Regions from separate parts of the Anas platyrhynchos genome. Here region 1 is linked to region 2. The links are chromatin contacts, called in public Hi-C maps. All regions are on one chromosome and are shown on one strand. Each heading gives the region's core, a stretch centred on a gene start, on an enhancer-like site or on the middle of the called end of the contact. The rest is flanking DNA. Distances are from core to core; before and after follow the strand shown. Region 1 overlaps CPED1 (cadherin like and PC-esterase domain containing 1). Region 2 has its middle 44 kb from the start of FAM3C.

What was found. Hi-C and Micro-C count contacts between places; a contact is called where the count stands out from the background.
Region 1: a Hi-C map of liver shows a contact between it and region 2, with 4 times the contacts expected there. The contact joins two enhancer-like sites. A contact is called at or near these places in 4 of 8 Hi-C or Micro-C datasets (F1 follicle, liver, skeletal muscle and 1 more).

The regions. Positions count from the first base shown.
Region 1 is chr1:24,558,539-24,561,552 of IASCAAS_PekinDuck_T2T, forward strand. It overlaps CPED1 (cadherin like and PC-esterase domain containing 1), which reads right to left. Exons shown (of 24, transcript XM_005013138.6): 8 at 1,244-1,386; 9 at 1-67. Among named protein-coding and RNA genes, the nearest start is that of CPED1, 64 kb to the right of the region's middle. Within about 2 kb of position 1,758, at least 3 of the 8 cell types and tissues checked have an H3K27ac peak or open chromatin away from gene starts, as enhancers often do.
Region 2 is chr1:24,358,848-24,361,975 of IASCAAS_PekinDuck_T2T, forward strand. No RefSeq gene overlaps it. Among named protein-coding and RNA genes, the nearest start is that of FAM3C, 44 kb to the right of the region's middle. Within about 2 kb of position 1,759, at least 2 of the 8 cell types and tissues checked have an H3K27ac peak or open chromatin away from gene starts, as enhancers often do.

The DNA of each region.
Region 1 (3,014 bases), core at 508-3,007, 200 kb after region 2:
AACTACTGGGTGTAAGGAGGTGCTGAACCCAATGTCAAAGGTTAGCATTTGAAAACACTGGCTGCATCTGAAATACAATATAACAGGGAACAGATTCAACAAAGTTAGATACTGTTGTGAAATATATGCTACAATGACAGAACGCACACACCTTTGTCCAGAGAAAGCATACAATATAGACTAAACATTTCTAAGAGTCAGCAGCCTTAGCCATTGATGAGTCACATTTTGAGCTGATGAAAGCAGTGATATATTCAAGAGTACCTGTACAGCTCACTTTTAAACCAGTGAGGGAAGTGAACTGGACCAGAGGAGGAAATGCTTTTTGATGAGAATGAAGTCCCACAAAAGCTTTGGAGACATTCTGAGGACAATAGATGTCCATCAGGTGAGACTTACTGGGCTTACTGAACCCAGATGCACCGGGGGGGGATGTTTGAAGAGATGGGCCAGGAACCCTAAGCAAATCTTGTGCTATATACATAAGGGATACCTATCCTATTGGTAAACAAATGTTAAAGAGTTTAGACCACTTCAAAAATAGTCCTATCCCTGTTATATTCCTCACCTCCTTTCAACTGTCTTCATTCAGAATGTAAACTTTATTCCTGACAAATAATGAGAATTATATTATTACTACTAAAACACCCATGTTCTCAAATATATTTATAAAACATACAAGCATTATAAATAGTAACTTACTTAGTATTTATCATTAAATAATGTTGATTTATGTGTAAGAACTGTAAGACTCTAATAGAAGTGATTACAGTGATGCAATATTCACATAAAAATGTTGCTACCTGAGTACACTTCATAACGTACATTTCATAAAGTATTTGCAGTGTTGTTTGTATTCCCTGCCCCAGCCAGTTCAGAACAGTCTGGGTTACTCTAATTTTAAATATTTGACACAAGACAGAGTGCTCACTAACGGGAAATACAGCTTTATGATAACTGGCCCAATTTTGAGTGATTTCTGTTCATTTGTGCTGCCTGAAACACTTCATGAGGACACAGTATCAGGTCCTCGGTATTTATCACAACCTCTTCACAAACTAGAAACCCTGTAGATATTGAAGAGTTTTACTCCCTAGATACAGTATGTCCATGCTTCATTCTATTAGGATTAATGAAATAGAGGGGATTTTGTTATTTTAGGAGTCATGCATCTTCTACAGTTTTTACTATCTAAGGAGTTATCTTAATAATAGAATAGCAAAGAATTCTGCAAGTTACTTACTGATTGAAAGAGCTTGGTCCTGAGGCAGATAATTCACTGAAGACCTCAGTTACAAGTAGAAGTTTGCTTATAGCTTCTTTCATGTTGTTAAAGGCTTGCTGGGGAGAACTGCTTTTGAAGAACATCTCAAAAAACTTTTGCAGCTGTGAAAAAGATTACATATATTTTGTGAACATTTACCTAATGAACATTAACTAAACCAGTGCTTAAGATCATAAATTAAAAGGCTGGTAGAAATCAAAATTGCTTTAGAATGTCAATCTCAGTTGTTATTAATTAGCACAGTAAAAAAAAAAAATAATAAGGGCATAATAAAAATCATAAAAAATAATAATAAAAAAAATAATAAGGGCATAATAAAAGGGCATAAAAAATAATAAGAGAAGGGGGAGGGCATGAGAAACACCAGAAAGCACACTGGCAGAGAATGTGTTTTTGTTTACAAGTAAGTATATCAGAAACAGACTCTGTAGCTATGGTTTAAAAAAATATTGCTCACAGTCTAAGCTTTCTTTGATAAAACCTTTTACTATCAACTGGTTTGGGGCAACAGAAATCATAACACTGCTTCAGCAGTAGGTCATAGTAAAAACCTTTTATCTTGTAAATGTACCAAGGGCTACCACACCCAACCTTCACTTTGAATCCTTACCCCAGGTTAACAAGTTCTAAACACAATAAAGAATAAAGGTATTGGGAAACAAACAAACAAACAAACAAACAAATCAGTCACCACAGCCTATGTTTTGACTGAACTTTTACATATGCAGATACACAGATGGTTTTTGCCATGAATCCTCCTAGAGACATATACAACACAACAATGTGAGCCTGCACAACAATGTGCTCTCAGCTGGTTTCATCACTCAAGCAAATTCACCCTCCTCAACATTGCAGGCAGAGATTTAGGGAGAGAGACCTGGAGCAACACGGAGCACCAGGCAGGTTTTGTTGCATCAAACTGTGCCAGTGCTCAGTCACCTGCAGTGCTTCCTGATGTTCAGAAGACAGAACCTCTAGTGTTTGTTTGTGCCCATAGCCTCTTGTCCTGGCACTGGGCACCACTGAGAAGAGCCTGGCTCTGTCTTCTTTGTACCTTCCCTTCAGATATTGATGTGTGAAGGTATCCCTTCACACATTGATGAGATCCCCCCAAGCCTCCTGTTCTTCAGGCTGAACAGTCCCAGCTCTCTCAGCCTATCCTCATATGAGAGATGCTCCAGCCCCTTCATTAAATTTGTGGCCCTTCATTTGTGGCCCTGATCCCACTCTTTCCAGTAAGTTCATGTCTCTCTTGTACTGGGGAGCCCTGAACTGGACACAGTGCTTCAGATGTGGCCTCACAAGTGCTGGGTAGAGGGGAAGGATCACCTCCCTCAACTTGCTGGCAACATTCCTACTAATATAGCCCATGATAGCACCAGCCTTTTTATGGCAAGTGCACATGCTGGTTCATGATCACCTTGGTGTGCACCAGTATTGTCAGGTCCTTTTCTACCAACCTAATTTCCATCTGGGTGGCCCCCAGCATGTACTGGTGCCGGGGGTTGTTTGTCCCCAGGTGCAGGACTTTGCACTTCTCCTTGTTGAACTGCATGAGGTTACTGCTAGCCCATTTCCCCAGCAAGTGGAGAACCCTCTGGAAGGCAGCTTGACCCCCTGGTGGATCAGCCACTCTTCTCACTTTTCTGTCACCTGCAAACACGTTGAGGATGCACTCTGCCCCATTAACAAAGATGTTGAACAGACTGGACCTAGCAAGGTCCCCTGT
Region 2 (3,128 bases), core at 509-3,008:
CTTTTTTCCTTTTTTTTTCTATTTTTTCCACTCTTGCTCCTTCTCAAACAACCTCAATCTCTTCCTTTGCCCGCTTTCAGGTCCTCCTCTAAATATCCCATAACTCTTTCACATACCCCAAATACTCTTTCCAACCTACTGTAATAGTTCCCATATCCTTGTTGGCTGGAATCCCTCTGCCCAGTCTTAAAGTGATCTTGTGAGAGTCTCTCCTTGAGCCTGGGCAGTGGAGCTGATGGCCTTCCTGTGGTAGGCCAGGGAGTTGGGGTCCTCAGCTGGCACTGATTAGGTTGCTGTATTACAGAATCACAGAATCACAGAATTTCTAGGTTGGAAGAGACCTCAAAATCATCGAGTCCAACCTATGACCTAACACTAACAGTCCTCCACTAAACCATATCCCTAAGCTCTACATCTAAATGTCTTTTAAAGACCTCCAGAGATGGTGACTCCACCACTTCCCTGGGCAGCCCGTTCCAATGTCTAACAACCCTTTCGGTAAAGAAGTTCTTCATAACATCCAACCTAAAACTCCCCTGGTGCAACTTTAGCACATTCCCCCTCGTCCTGTCACCAGGCACGTGGGAGAACAGGCCAACCCCCACCTCGCTACAGCCTCCTTTAAGGTATCTGTAGAGAGCAATAAGGTGGCCCCTGAGCCTCCTTTTCTTCAGGCTGAACAAGCCCAGCTCCCTCAGCCGCTCCTCGTAGGACTTGTTCTCCAGACCCCTCACCAGCTTTGTCGCCCTTCTCTGGACTGCTCCATCACATTTATGGAGGTAATCCTCAAATCACATAACCTAAAATTCCTGCTTTGCACAGAAATCACTTGTGCACTTGTCTGAGGTGAGTATCAGTCAATGGTCTTACTGTTGCGCAGGGGAAACCTGTGTCTCTTGGCACCATGGCTATGCTGAGTTTAACACCTGGTGCCATCAGACCTTTAGAAAAGCAGGACAGTCCTGGATCTCATCAATACTTTGAGCCCTAATCAGAAGCCAGGTCTCCTTCCAGGTGCACAAATCATAAGATCACTTTCCCAAGTTTGTAACCTCTACCTATTGTGCTACTGCTTTGATGAGCCCACATTCTCCAGCACAACACGCACAGCTGTACTCACTGCAAGTCTGGATGCTCTTCTGAGAGTTTAGTCTTGCAGCTTCCAACCCCCTTCAGCAGAAGAAAAGGTGAAACTTAAATTCTTTCATCTTGAATGCTAACCCTTGAACAGCTACACAAAAGGAAGAAAAGTAGTACTTGCCAGCACACTATCTCGTCATGCATTTGGGAGAAATCTATCTCGTTATTATAAGTACTTACTGGTTTGAGTCCCAGGCTCAGAAACACCACTTTACAAATCATTATCTGGTTTAAGCTTCAATAGTTTATGAGGTTTTCTAAGTGTCAAAACATAGAGGGGAAAAACTTTGTGTGGACTTAAAGAGTCTTGAAGATTAGATGGCAATTTTTTTAAGAGCTGGCTTTTGGATGTCTAACTATGAAGGTGGTTTGGAACGAAGTGACTAAGACAGCCTGCCTTCTGTATCTGTAAAGTCTATGTGGCATTTACATTTATTGAGTGTCTACGTTGTAATCCTGATGGTTCTCCGAACCTTATCCTTGCAGACTAAATATAGGCTCCCAAGCAGATGCAGAAATGCTCTCATCAGAGCTGTGAGCTTTCACACCCCCGTCCAGCACATGTGCAGACACATCTCCAAAGAGAGCAGATAACAGCACATGCATCTGGCATCCTTTCCATAAGACAAACACAGCTTCAGACGGTGAGTCACGCACTGAATCATCATCTGAACAGGGCTATCACCTCTGTTTCTAGAACTTCACCATAAGAAATGTAAAATATTTTTGTTTTACTTTACTACAAGAAAAATATATGCAACATTTCCAACTAAAACACTCCCACCTTTTCTTCTCAAGCTCTGCAATCCAACCCAATGGCCCTTTCTAAATCATATTTATTCCTTAGGGAAAAAAACAATACACGTATATATGTATACATATGTATGTATGTATAAGTATAGTCTTTTCTTACTTGTTTACTTTACAGATGTGGAATTGTTTGGCTGTGTGGTTATAAAGGAGCATATAAAAATATATTAATAAAAAAGGCTTTATTTTGGATAGCAAATCAGTATTTCTGTCACCAAAAGAAAAGTATCTTGGTGTCTTTTTGGAAAGACTAAATGATCCCAGAAATTCTACTCCAACAGATTGACACTAAAAAAATCTTGCACTGATGTGATCACAGTAACAAATTATATTATTTCTTCTAGCCAAGGTTCCCAGTGCTCTTTGCAGATATTATTGATAAGCTTTCTCACAGCCTTGTGAGAGAAACAAACACTACTTTCCCCACTTTCTGTATAAATAAACAAGCTCAAGCAAGGTTAAATGACACCCAGTAACATGGGAAAGCTTCAGCTCTAAATTACTGCAGTAGCTGCACCACTGGAAGAAAGGGCTCACGTCAGAAAATCCGAATGCTTTATTAAAGTCAAAACATATGAACTGACCTGTCTGTGGTTTCATCATTAACATACAGAGCAATGTTGCCTCCTATAGACAGCGCACCTGTATAATTAACCTGGAGTTCATTTATCATACATTTTTAAGAAACAGAAGGCAGAGAAGATGAGCTTTCCTCTTTCACATTAACCAAGCTGTCCTAGGGAAGATACAAAGGATGGTGTCGCAGCTGTGCCTAAGCACTCCTCACTAAGATACAAGATTATTTCACTTGCACTTTAACAAGTTGTTGGTAACTGATTGGAGACTCTCACTGCAAATGTGATGTAAAATGTGTCAGCTCAGACTTCAGTCTAGGTTAATAAAAGAAAAAAAAAATGTTTTCTCTGGCATTTGCCAGGAAAGGAGCAAGCACCTAGGCAGTCACCTGCCTCCTCTGACATGCTTATTAATGTTCAGAACGTTCACTTATTAATGTTCAGAAACCCACTAGAGTGCCAGAGCCATTAGAGACAAAACAGCATCTCATTCTCATTAAAATGCAGCTCTGGAGGCTGCCCTTCAGGAGTAATGGCATGTGCAGTGTTGGCTCCGTTCTGCTTCCTGCAGAAAGGAGAGTGATTATGCGGAGTCATGAGTTC